Regions from separate parts of the Mus musculus genome. Here region 2 is linked to region 1. The links are chromatin contacts, called in public Hi-C maps. All regions are on one chromosome and are shown on one strand. The core of a region is the stretch at or near the end of the contact, and the rest is flanking DNA. Distances in the headings are between cores, read along the strand shown.

The links. A called contact is a pair of places that touch in the nucleus more often than the background predicts.
Region 2: a Hi-C map of double positive thymocytes shows a contact between it and region 1, with 2.6 times the contacts expected there. The contact joins two enhancer-like sites. A contact is called at or near these places in 5 of 39 promoter capture datasets (the HPC-7 cell line, cranial neural crest, embryonic stem cells and 2 more), 60 of 484 Hi-C or Micro-C datasets (B cells, the Ba/F3 cell line, CD4 T cells and 34 more), 10 of 115 datasets of contacts at active chromatin or transcription factors (CD8 T cells, the SCID.adh cell line, T-cell acute lymphoblastic leukemia and 7 more) and 3 of 9 other capture datasets (adipose tissue, embryonic stem cells and liver).

Annotation. Positions count from the first base shown.
Region 1 is chr11:33,935,689-33,942,357 of GRCm38.p6, forward strand. It overlaps Gm36395 (a long non-coding RNA gene), which reads left to right. Exons shown (of 2, transcript XR_381158.3): 2 at 2,119-2,267. It also overlaps a transcript of Kcnip1 not described here. Among named protein-coding and RNA genes, the nearest start is that of Gm36395, 6.9 kb to the left of the region's middle. Within about 2 kb of position 4,038, at least 83 of the 459 cell types and tissues checked have an H3K27ac peak or open chromatin away from gene starts, as enhancers often do. A contact at or near this core is called in DN2 thymocytes, the SCID.adh cell line, T-cell acute lymphoblastic leukemia and 2 more, where this site is marked.
Region 2 is chr11:34,074,788-34,081,456 of GRCm38.p6, forward strand. Lcp2 (lymphocyte cytosolic protein 2) reads left to right here. Exons shown (of 21, transcript NM_010696.4): 9 at 265-331; 10 at 429-512; 11 at 3,457-3,482; 12 at 3,598-3,617; 13 at 3,721-3,828; 14 at 5,403-5,433. The region is part of intron 3 of 4930469K13Rik (RIKEN cDNA 4930469K13 gene); the gene reads right to left. Among named protein-coding and RNA genes, the nearest start is that of 4930469K13Rik, 20 kb to the right of the region's middle. Within about 2 kb of position 4,049, at least 22 of the 459 cell types and tissues checked have an H3K27ac peak or open chromatin away from gene starts, as enhancers often do. A contact at or near this core is called in DN2 thymocytes, the SCID.adh cell line, T-cell acute lymphoblastic leukemia and 2 more, where this site is marked.

The sequences.
Region 1 (6,669 bases), core at 2,788-5,287:
CCTTGCACCTCGCTTTCCTACCATGTGAAATGGGCTTCATAGTTTAGCCCCAGGGAGGAGGTAAGAAGTGTAGGGAAACAGCAGGCCTGTGGGGAGCAGAAAGAGCTCACTGCCACCTTCTTCTTGGCCATTTGTCACATCTTGGTGCTTCCCCAGGGCTCTGGAGTTGCCCTTGCTTCTCACAGACGCAATAGGCTCCTCCATTATCTGTGACCAAAGGCATGAGTCTCTTTGGAGGGCCGTGACCATCACATTGGCTCTGAGGGAAAACCTGGCAGACCCAGATGTGGTTCCTGATGGCAACAGTGCGGTGGATAACACACTTGCCAAGCAAGCAAGGGAACCAAAGCTTGATCCCTAGCACCCTCATAAAACTCGGCAAACATGGTTTGCCAATGATGGCAGCACTTGAGAAGTTACAGAGAGTCCTACAGCTGAGTTGGTGGGCTCAGGGTTCAGCTAGAGACCCTGCTTCAGCAAATAAGGTGGCGAGTGACTAAGGAAGACTCCCCTCAAAGCCAACTTACAGCCTCTATACCCGTGTATATAAGAACACACAGGAACAACACACATACACACTCAGTGGAAAAAGGCATAACTGGGAAGTGACATCTGCCCACAGTGGGTCCTGTATCACTTGTGTGCTGGGCAACACTTAGCCAACCCCAAACCCACTGGCACATGCCCCGGGCACCATTAGCCTCTCCCTGCTCATCGTGGTCTGGATATGCCGTAGCTTCCCATTATAATTGAATTTCCCTTCCTCCCAAACCAGAGCACTTTGCCCATGAGATGTGGGACACTGTTGGCATTTATAGCAGCCTTATTAATCCAGCCCTGACCCTTGAGCTTCAAGCTCAGCCTGGGGAAACGGCTGCAGTGTCTCTCCACTGGGCCTATTAAAATGCTGGGTTTTTAATTGGCCCAGAGAGATGAGCTAAAAAAGAAAGAAAGAAAAAAAATAGCCAGCTTTCCCATCACTTTTCAGGGTGTAAGTATGACATACAAGTACCCCTGTGTGGTGCCCATAGTCACCTTGAGAAGGACCCTGGTCACCATACACTGAGCCGGTTGGCAAAGCAGGGACACTGGTGGGAGCTTGTGGACCTCTCATGTATTTGAACTCTCTGTGGCTACTCTGGAACATAGGACAAATTCTTTAAAACCAGCAGATAGTTAAATACAGATATTGGCAAAACTGGCTTTTAAAACTTGATGCACAAGGCCCTGGTCTCCATCCCCAGCACACGTACACAGAAGAGGTAGGGGGAGAGGAGAAGAGGAGAGAAGAAGAAAGGGCTCAAATGGAGGAAGGAAAGAAAGAAGTTGGACATACAGGGCTAGCAAAGCTTTGTCTCTGTCCCCCTTGCACTGGAGTGAGTCTGATGCCCCAGTTACTACTCAAAGTGCTTTCTGAATATGCCCTGAAGCCTCCTCAGTCCAGAGGAGGATATATTATTTTTTCCACTTTCAGGTGGAATTATTAAGGCACAATAAAAGGGCATTTTAATCCGTCACCATTCCCTCAGCTCCGCGACTAACACTCTTTTTAAAGACCCCAAAGGGCAAAGTGAAAGGATCCTAGCAGGGATGCCAGCCCCTCCCCTGTATGCCCATCACATAGAGCCTGGCAGGCTGGTCAGTAGCACAGTGAGGAGGGAACATGGGTTGGTCCTGTCACCTGAGCTCATGCCTGGAACTTGTCCCCTGCCAGCTTGCTCCTAGGTTCTTTCCCCTGAGTGATGGGGGCTGAGCAGCCCAAGGCCTGGGATGAGCATTGCGAGGTCTCAAGGCCCCAGACAGCAGGGCCTAGGGAGTGAGTCTCCACCTGAATCTGAGTGTACCTACAACCAAGCCCTGGCTAACCAAGGTGTGAGTGCTGGTGCATCCAAGTGTGATACTGCCAGTCTAGGAGATGCAGTGGTGGCCAGGGTGGCTCAGGTTACAACGCAGATCCTCCTCTTACTGCCCATGCGACCTTGACTGCCTCAGTAACCAGGTTGAGATGGAACGGGTGAAGATTGCTGGGTGCCTCAAACAGTGTCTTCTGCCATGTTCCTCTTGTTTCCGCAGCTTGGAAGGTCCACCCACTCCAGTAATCTCTCTTTCCACCCACAGGGCCTGCAGCCTGTGACCAGAGGAGATGCCGTAGGCCCCTGAGTGAAAACACTCCTAACTGCAAATGCTCAAGGCGCATGTGTTGCTGGTGGCCTCCGGAGCTTAGGTGTTCCAGTAATGAGCCATTACAGGGCATGTAGACTGCTGCCCGTCTGGACTGTACCTCGCCTTCTTTTTATCACCCACACAGAGACCCAGAACCCACAGAATCTTTCCACTTCTTTTATCTTGCCCTTTTTCTTCGATTTTCAGTGGAGACCCTTTGACAAGGGTTGCAGGGACAGGAAGGCATTGTGCAAAACCAGAAGGCATTTAAAATATTTTTTGTTTCCAAAAAAGCCAACCAAATAGAATGAAACAAAACTATCTGCAATGCCGGGCAGTGGTGGCTAACGCCTTTCATCCCAACATTCGGGAGGCAGAGGCAGGTGGATTTCTGAGTTTGAGGCCAGCCTGGTCTACAAAGTGAGTTCCAGGACAGCCAGGGCTACACAGAGAAACCCTGTCTTGAAAACCAAAAACAAAACAAAACAAAACAAAAACAAAAAACAAAAAACAAAACAACTATCTGAAAAATTTTCCCTATAATGCTCTCTGCAGGCCGAGAGGGAAAGAAGGCCTTCACTGGGTGGGCAACCACTTGCTTTTTGTCTGGCTGCTATGAAGGGTGTATGTGTGTGTTGGGGGGTGGGGGGGAGAGAGTGACTTCAGAACATTAATGTGGTTCTGACAGGTGTTTTCTACCTGTTCTGTGTGGGTTGCTGAATAAGTCTGTTTATACTCTCAAAAATCCAGGCTACTTGACTCCTGGGGAATTATTTGACAAAGAGCATATACTCAGTAGGTGTTTGGAGGGGGAAGGGGGAGGGAAGCAGATTACAGGCTAAATTGTAGAGATTCCCTAAGGGTTAATAAACAGCTCCTACACCACACAGCCCTGCTCTAAGCCAGGCCTCAGGGGTAGGGAACTTCCATAAGCCACTCACAGCCCTTTCTCCAGCCTTCCTTCATAAGCTCTGCCCTTCCCCCTCTCCACTCTTCCTCTGGTTGATGGCCTCTGCTGGGATTTCAAGTTGACTTCATTTAACCAGGTAACATCAGCAGCTGCTGGTGCCCTTTTGTTCTTTAGAGTATCTGCTCTGTCCGTAGTCGGTCCCTGGGTTTATGTGCAGTCAGAAGCGCTTTCTCTTCCTGTACCACGGAGGAGGATAAGATCTGTGGCGCAGCAGCTCAGCAAATGAGGCAGCTTGCCTGAAGCCACACAGCTGAGCTGCTTTGTGAGTCAAGCATACGCTTGCTGGGAGGGCCAGCTCCTTAACTAGACATCACTGTGAAGAAAGTCACTGTCACCTCCCTGCTGAAGATGACGCTGGGTTTTGAGCAACAGTGTAATCTTCACCCTTAAGTCTGCAGTGGCATGGCAGGAGCCTCTCTGCAGCAGCAGGATGCAGGTAGAGTGACTCTGTGAGCTTCGCTCTGCCCTCAGGAAGCGTTGTGGTCTAGGTGGAGATGTGAGGTATAGGCCATTGTAAATTCAGGGATGCCCAGGTGGATTCTGATTCATGTTCTGTAAGTTACCAATAGTATCAGGCAGAGCTTTTTAAAATGGATTTCAAAGAAGCCCGCCTCCCTAGGGTGTTGACTTCTTTGTTAAAAATTCATTGGTCACATCCTGGAGTAACCCTCAGCTAAGTGGTCAGTTTTGCTTCCTTACTACACCATTTGCCAGGGTCTTGAGTCCTCTCCTTGAAAATCTCCAGGCTACCTTTCCTTAGTCATGAGAAGCCATTGATTATGAGATAAGCCATGTATCTACTGACGACTTCCCCAGGAAATACACATGTCAGACTTGGTATGTAGTCATGCTCGCTCACACGAGGTTATTTGATGAGCTGATAGATCACACCATCTACTGGCCAATAGCTACTGTAGCTTGGTACATGCCATGTGTTAAGTGAGGAAGAAACTGACCAGGCAAGACAGTGCAGAGGTTCCTCCATCTTGTGTTCTTGCTGAGGCCATTCCCAGTTTAACTAAAATCTGACTTCCTTGATGAAGAATCCCATAGAAAATTACCCAACTCTGTTCTAGGAACTGAGTTCCTAGCCAGCTTATCTTAACTTTTGTTAAAAAACTGCCTGTTTGTGCAGAACCTCCTCCAGCTAACCACTTATCTTAGCATCTGCTAACACTGCTTGCTTTGAACTTCTTCCTCTGTGAAGTCCCCACTCCACCCCACCCCACCCCACCCCACCCCACTCCCGCTTCTATCCTCCCTCTGCAGCTGCTGAACAAGATGCCAGAATGAGGGTTTTGCCTTAAAAAACCCCTTGGTTTGGATGCTCTCAGACCATACCTCAGCCCCTGAACACGTGGGCGTGGTCCCAGTCTTCTGGAATAAAGGCTTAATTGGCTACACATTGTGTCTGAGTGGTCATCTCTAGTGAGCTTCCTGTAACAGTTTAGAAGTCCCACTGGGATCCCAGACTGAATCCAGACATGTAGAGGCCTCTTGACCCCCACGAGTTGGGAAAAGTGCACAGGCAATGAGGACTCTTAGAGGACACCCATCCTGAGACTTTCTAGGGCCCCATGAAAATCCTTTCTGACAAAAGGCTGCCGAATGTTCCAGTGGCACCTGGATGCAGCCTCTCACAAGAGCAAATTGGATGTCATTTGTTCTGAACACCTCCAGAGGTAAGTTTGGTCTGCAGAACTTGCCTGATCAGCCTGTGTGTCCAGGCTCTGTGTGGTTTGTTGAATGAATGAATGTTTGGTGACCACCTGTGATTTGTCTGTTTGCTGTTGACTGGATCTGCATGGTCTTTGTCTCTTTAAGTCAGTCTGTCACTTGCTCTTGTGATGGGAGGGAAAGCAAGTTCAGGTGTGTGCGGACATGTTCAGAAGGGCTCCGGAATGGGGTGACTCTGGTATTTGTTTCTTCCTAGGAAAACTCTGCAGTCTGTAAATGTGAGTGGGTCCTTTCTAAGCTAAGGTGGCTATCTTAAGGATCTTTGGATCTCCAGGCAATCAGGGCAGTCTGGAACATTATGACAGGCTTTCCTGGCCATCCTGATCAGTTCCCTCATGCGGATCACTGGCTTACCCTTGTTCTCAGTCTATCTTCATGGTTGAAAACCTGTTCTCTTTCTTTAGGAGTCAGGGTGTTCTTGGTCTGGCCAGAACACTCAGAAAGGGACTACAGATTCTCCTTACTCTACTTGAAGAGATGGGTGTTCCTCTCCTTATGTTCTGACTGGACCAATGGAAAATGCTAACGGGGTCAGAAGAAATGGTTCTCTCCAGAGTGGAGGCCAAGAGGCCAACACTACTCCCTGGTGCCTTCTTTCACCTATTCATACAGAGTGGCTTTGCCTATAGGGAGGCCAGACAGATTTTGTCTGAGCTTATGAGACCATTTTCTGTTCTTCCTTTAGAGAAAGCATGGGGGCCCTGTTACAGACAAGGGGAAGGGGAGGAGGGAGGAGCTCCCCACCCCCATTCATGTTTTGTGTTTCCTTCACTACCAGTGATTTATATAACTGGAAAACTGCAAACCCTCATTTTTCAGAGAAGCCTCTGGCTCTTATCAGCCTGTTGGAAACTGTTTTTTATATACACCAGCTGACTTGGAATGATTGCCATCCTTGGACACCCTGTTTACAGCCAAGGTGTGAGACCCAATCCAGTGGGAAAGTAGGAAGTTGGCTCTGGGGCCAGGCAGTAGGACACTGCCTGACACAAAGCCCTGGGTAGAGCAAACCTTCCTATCTACCCAACCTAATTGGGTTAACAGAAGAAGTTAAGAAGTCATTGAGCACTTTTAACAAGCATTGTTGGGAGGACTCAGCCAGAATAACTCGACTCAGACAAAGCACCTATCAACATTCTGAATATCTGTCCACTATTCAAGGTCTGCCTCTTACACTAAGACCAAGCCACCAGGAAGGAAGAGCTAACCTCAAGCTACCTGCAAGAACTCAAAGCATTCTGCTCCAATATGTAGATGACTGTCTCATACCTTTGACCACTAAGGAGGAAGGTAGATGGGCAACTGGAGGCCTTTAAAATTCCCCCTAAGCCTCTCAGTACAGAGTACCAGAAAACCTACCAGATTGTCCAAGGTTAGCCAGTCAGTTGAGAGGCCTGATGGGGCTCTGTGAGGCACATCAGGTATTTACTCCCATAGATTCAGATGCCCCCCTCCCCAACCAGTGAGCCATTAATATTGCCTTTGTCAGCAGTCAGCCCCAAACATAAGGAGAAAGTTCTGGAAATTAGGGGGATTTGAAGGTATGAACAGGCCTCAACTTTTAGAAATTGCTCAGAAAGTTTATAATAACCCGGATTCAGCCCAAGACAGACAGACAGAAACTCTCCCATGTAGTAATTGGAAATGGACAAGAAAGAAAATAGGAGAAAGGAAAAGAAAACATCCAGAAAAGGACTAATGTGCCTATTGTAAGCAGAAGGGGCACCAGAAAGATAAATGTCCAAGCAGAAAAGAAAAAGAGGAAAGCCATCCAGTTCTCCAGCTACCAGCACATTGAT
Region 2 (6,669 bases), core at 2,799-5,298, 140 kb after region 1:
TGTGACTAGACCCTTGGAGGGCTTGGTAGGGAAGTTTCAGCCTGGTCCTTTGCCGTGTTGAAGGCCTGGGGCATGAGAGAGTGAGGAAGTTCAGAGGGGCACAACCTCGGAAGCTCAGCTGACAGAGGGGACAGCTAACTGTGGATCAGACCTGAAGATGAAGGAAAGGGATCCAGCTACTGGGGAGAGAATGCCACTAAGACGAAAAGAAGCTGTTGTGGAAAAGCTTCTAAACATTTGGATTTTTTTTTTAATTCCATGCAGCCACTGTCTCCACCCCATCCCAACCACGAAGAGCCCAGCAGAAGTGGAAACAACAAGACAGCAAAGTGTAAGCACAGGGTGCTTTCTGCCCACCAGCCCATCCTCCCAATCCCCAGCCAGATGCTTTCATTTTATTTAACTGACCTTACCCTTTTATACTATAGTGCCTGCTCCATCAATAGACAGAAGCACAAAACCTCCCCTGGACCGCTCACTGGCCCCTCTTGACCGAGAGCCCTTCATACTAGGTTGGTATTATTCGTATTTTATGCATAATAATAATGGGTACGTTTGTAGAGTGCTAAGCACACACACACACACACACAATCTATCTATCTATCTATCTATCTATCTATCTATCTATCTATCTATCTATGTATATATATATATGAATATTCATGTATATATACTTATATATGTATATATATAAACATACATACATACAGAAGCACATACATACATGCATATACATACACACACATACACATACACACATACACATATACATACACACACACACACATTTGGGGAGAGAACTCCACCAAGACACACACACACACACACACACACACACACAAAATCTCATTTTACTACTGGTATAATACTGTAAATTTGTGAGAAACATCCTCATTTTACAGAGGAAGAAATCAAAGCACAAAGCAGTAACTTTCTAACATTACTCAGTGACCAAATGATGAAAATAGAGACCTAAACCCAGATCAGCCTGGTGCCAGAAGCCCTGCTCTCAGTCCCTGGGCTGTGCCTGCTCCACCATGCCTGTGAGCTGTGTGTACTGTGGCCAAGGCACAGGAGGATGCAACCTGGTACTCAAGGAGGAAATGGGCTGAGAGGCAAGAGCACCAGGAGAGCTGTAGTCAGCTGTTTTGGTTGCTATTTATTAGTTTACTGACCCAGGGGATGCTGCATGCTTAGGCCACAGTCTCATGTCAAGAGGATGTTCTCTTAGGAGGATACGCTTTCTAAAATGTTCAGATGTCAAAATTGCCCTTTGCGGTGGCGCGTTCAGTTGATGAAACACTACGGACTTTTCCCACAATTTACTCATGGTTCCAGCTGCCTTGATTCTAGCTACCCTTACATAGAGGTATTCTTTAATTCATCCCTAAAACTTAGTTACAATTTATTGAACATCTAGGATGGGGCAGGTGCTTTGCATCCTTAGGCCAAGCCAGTGAAGGGTGTGTTATCTCCACCTCTCAGACGATGAAGGGTCAGAGAGGTCAAATAGTATGCTCTGTCTTGTATAGGTGGGTTAAGACTTGAACCCATGTCTTTCTGACTTTTGCACTGAGGTGGTGGCCTTTGAACTTGCTGTAGACAAGGTGTATCTAGGCAAGAGGTACCTAAACGGAGTAAACACAGAATCCATATCTAGGCTCCATACCTTCTCCTCTTCAGTGGGACTCTGAACAAGGCCTTTGCCCTTTCTTGGCCTCAGTAGTCTCCTTGGTTGGCAAAATGACTTTGAGATCTTGGATTGGATTGGAAGCTGCAGCTCGTTGTCGTATCTCTGACTCCCAATCTAACTCTGCTGAGTCATGCATTTGCAGTTCACTGTAGAGAGCTGTACACATCATATAAAGAGAAAGGTAGACGAGACCCAGACTCGAACCCTGCTCTCTAAGCCAGGGCATCAGGAAAGTGGGATACAGATGTGACGACTTCACAGTCATCTGTATACACAACTCACTCTCTTAAAGAGTCACCTTTTGCGATGTCTGTAGACATTTTAGAGATGATGTTTCCTGATGATCCATGTTTGAACTTTGAGTTACATCCTTGTTAATGAAGCTGTGGAATGACTAACGTCTTCCACTAATGCTTAGCCTATAACCATCAAGCTCCTAACGTGGCCAGAGTGTAGGCATATCACAAGATCGCTGTTTAGTTGGTTGATTTGTTTCTTATGAATCAAATATTTTCTGAAAATGGAAAGCCTCCTTTGTCCAAAGACTATTCATTTGTTTTTGGAGTGTCCCTTTAAATAAGATGTTTAATCGCTAACTCTAAATATTTATGAAACTCCTTTTGTGCCCCAAGAATGCTTTTCCCTTGGCTAGTGAGTTATTCAAAGTAGGCAAGCTCCTCAGACCTTCCTGGGTCAAACATGAACTCAGCCCTTGTGGGATTCTGTGAATCTGTGATTCCAGATGGACACTGTCAGCATGTACCTTAGGGTAGTAAGTATGGGGAGGGGGTAGGAAAGAAAGAGGAGCTAGCCAGCATCTGTCAACCCACACCCATCCTGTCCTTGACCTTGCATATAAGTTATCATCTGACCCTTATGGCAAACCTACACTGACTTCACAGCCAAGGTACCTGAGATCCAACATGCTCAGGTATTAGCAGACCTGCTTCCAGATCTACTGGAACCTTAATTATAATGTTGAAGGGCCCTTGGGTATAAATACTTGGCTTCAATACCATCTGTTCTCAAAGATATCAAAGCAAGTGAGCAAACAAAATTCATTGCCACCACCATAGCCACCATGAGGACCACAATCATGACCATGACCACCACCACCACCACAATGACCAGTACCATAACCATGAACACAACCACCACCACCACTACCACCATCATCACCACCACCACCTCCACCACTAACACCATTAACACCTTGGTGACTACAACCACAGCCATGACCACCACCACCAAGATGACCAGTACCACAACCACAACCATGACCACTACCACCTTGACTACCACCACAACCACTTCCACCACCACTAAAGTAGTTTTGGCACACCAAGACAATCTCCAAAAGCCCTTGTATGGAAGTCTTTACATAATATCAAGTGTACCACAGGATTTAGGGCAAAATTTCACCTTCATTACACACTGGTTTACTTCAAAATTCAAACTAGGCCAGACAGCAGATGCTTAAGCCAATGAGAAAGACATAGAATCTCAAGAAGATATTCACCCATTTGATGCTCAGCCAAGCCGCATGTTGAAAAGAAGCTCAGATCCCACAATCCTATTAGCATGTGCACAGCTGTGTGAGTTTGGCAAGCCAGGTGTTCCTCAAAAGACCTTTCAGATCTGAAGCCCCTGCTTAAAGTCAGACTTCCCCTAGAGACACAGACACGGTTTTCATCAGAATCTGTTTTTCAGCCCTAACCTCATGCCTGTTCCAAATTTAATGTTCTGTTCAACCTTGTTTACAGGAAAGAAACCACCATTTTCTGATAAGGTAGGCTGCTTTTCTGGTTTGTTTATGATTTTAGTCTTTGTTTGTTTTGCTTTTATCTTGTCCTGACTCTTTGGAAAGTGTCTGATCCTCACGTGTCTTCCTTGTTGTCTTGCAGCCCTCAGCCCCATTGGGGAGGTAAGTGTCTGTCATACTGTACCAAGTCCAGAATTCTGCTGCAGATCTCTGCCCAATGAAAGTGGCTTTTATATATATATATCTCCTCTCTCTTCCCACTCAGGGAACATTTACCCAAGATACAAAAGCCTCCTTTGCCACCAGCCATGGACAGACACGAAAGAAATGAAAGACTCGGACCCGTGACAACGAGGAAGCCACCAGTTCCAAGGTGACTGTCCTGTGCTGCCTGAGTCGGGCCTTTGAACTCCAATACTTGAGAGGTTGAGGGCTCCTTTCCTTGCTGGTTGGATGAAAGCTACTGAGGTCTGTCAAGAGAATGGGAATGTAGCTGAGGAGGGGGCGAGTAGCAGCACTTAATGGGGAGGGCTGTGTGGTTGCTGTCGGAGTCCTTGTCTGAACCAGACTTGGTTTTGTTGGACTTCCTGCCTTGTCAGACTGAAGCCTGAACAGCTCATAGGAACTGCACCTGCAGCTTTATTTTGTAAGGGAGCAGGGGTGTGGGGTGGGGGTGGGGGTGCGCTGGTTCTAGGCCTGCATTAGCTGCTTTCTTACTGCTCAACCATTTTTACAACGACAGGAGACGGAGCTCAGTTCTAGCAGCTTTACCTGTGCTATAAAATCATGTATGGTCTATTTACCAAACGGCACAAGTGCACTTGGGTTCTGGGCCAGCCCTGCTACTTGGAGGGGAGCAGTGAGTTTCATTATCTCCTCTGTCTATAAAGGTTCATAACCATCGCCCTGGTTTGGCTGTTGTGAGGATTCAGTCAAGACTAAGGGCCACAGTGTGCCAAGAAAATCCCCAGTCTTTGACTTTCATAGCATTTTAATGGATTATTTAACAAAATCAGAGCACATAAAAAACAATTTAATGGCCAAAATACCAAAATTTTCAATAAAACAGGGCAAGAACTGATGGACGACATAAGAAACATCTGACATTAGCTACTCAACAAATCATTCTTCCTCCCTCCCTCCCTCCTTCCCTCCCCCTTCTTCTCTCCCTCCCTCTATCCACCCATCCATCCTTGCCTCCCTCCATCCCTCTCCTTTCCTCCCTCCCTTCCTCCCTTCTTCTCTCCCTCCCTCTATCCACCCACCCATCCTTGCCTCCCTCCCTCTCTCCTTTCTTTTTTCCCTATCCCTCCCTATCCCTCCCTCCCTCCCTCCTTCCCTCCCTCCCTCCATCTCTTCCTCCTATCACTCCCCTCCTTCCCTCCTTCTCTCCCTCCCCTCTTTACCTCTCTCCCAGGAAGTACAGATGCCTCTCCCAACGCTTAGACAGCTATTGTCAAAGCTGTTGGACTGGCCCATCTGTGCCAATGACACCAAGGCCCTATTGGCAAAGCCCGGAGCAGGGACCTTTGCCAACTGTTTTCTTAATACTTGAAGGGCAAGCCCTGTGGTGGCTGGTTTGAAACCTCAGCAAAGAAGAATATTACTGAAAATGTTTTTATTTGCTTGGAAAAACATCTACTCAGTGAAATTTAATAGCTCCTAAAAGCTGACTAAACATATATACGTGTATAATTGTGTAATTATTTGCTATAGTAGCGCTATAGAACAAAGGTTTGCCTAGCTCAGCTTGCAAAGATAACAGGGCATCCAGTGGCCACATTTCCCTTCTCTCCCAACCCCAGCATTTCTGCTGGCACTGGCAACTTCCCCTTTGGCCACGGCTCAGTAGGTTTTATTTCTCCTTATGCGATTTACTGAAATTATATTCTGGGGCTGGCTCTTTGAAACTCTTGATGCTCACATCTCTGCTCTAATTCATTTCAGGCATGGAAGGGGACCAGACAGAAGAGAGAATGTAAGTGTGAAATGTCATTTAATAAATGCTTGGCACAGGGACAGCCAGTGTAGGCTCTGGGGAGGTGGGACTGCATCTGCCTTGCCCTTGTCTGAAGTTAGGTAATGAGAGCAAGACCTACAAAGAGTATCTTAAATGCCAGCCTCTGCATCTTGTTACTTAGAGTTCATCAAGCTGAATTGCCTAGCCCCTGGCTCTCTGAGAGGTCCCAGGGTGGCTGGCTTCTTGCAGCCTCATCCCCAAGGGTAATTTGCAAGAAGAGTGAGGATCAGGAATAGAGGGAAGGGTCGGGAAGATGCTATGATTTTAGTGGCCCTGCACGACATCACTCTTTCTCTTTTTGTGTGAGCACTGTAACGGTCCTTGAATGTTGCAGAGAACATGGACTAGGGTTGCTCCACTTTTGTTCCAGTCCCAGGGATGTCTAAGGAAGATGGGAGGGGATGGCTATGAGCATTCCCAAACCATCAGGGCAGCAACTTGCTACAGAGACATAGTGACAGAGTGAAAGACAGACACTGAGGCTGACATCACATCCCTGAGGCACTGAGTCTCTGAGAGATTAATTCTCCTGAGAATCTAGGGTTGTGCCTTCCTCAGCCAGGGGGGACATGGCCTCCATGCAGGAGAGCAGTGACACTTTGTTTATTTGTGTGGCCCTCTGCTGACTTTCAGTATTTCAGGATGAGAGATTGTGATTGGTGTAGAACTGATGGTAGAAAGCTTTATTAAGCAGTACTTAACTAATGCCAGGGCACAGTAACTAACTTTATCCTTATAAAGGTACCAATTCATGACCACTGGGCTGCTCTAACTAACCAGTTCATGGTCCTTTGATTTTTTCTAGTCACTGGCAGGGCTTCTGTGTCTCTTTGAACCTCATTTCTTATTAGAGAAAGGGGGTGGCCTTTCTCTTGTCTGTCTCACAAAGTGACTCTGCAGTTGAAATAGTAAGGAATAAAATAGTAGTTACACCTTGTAAACTTCGCTATGAATAAATGAGGGACAGATATTGCAAAGGAGAGGCAGGAAAAGGGCTGGAGCTTTGGACCAGGCAGGTGTGAGGGTGTGTGAAGCCTTTCCTGTCTCCATGGTAAATGCGCTGAAGCACGAGTATCATTTCTATTGCAAATCGTGTTCCAGTCTTAGATCAACTGAAGAGAATTGACCGAAATATCAGTAACCTCATGAGGCTTGTAAATGCTGTTATATCCAAGTCCTTTAGGAGCCTCAGAA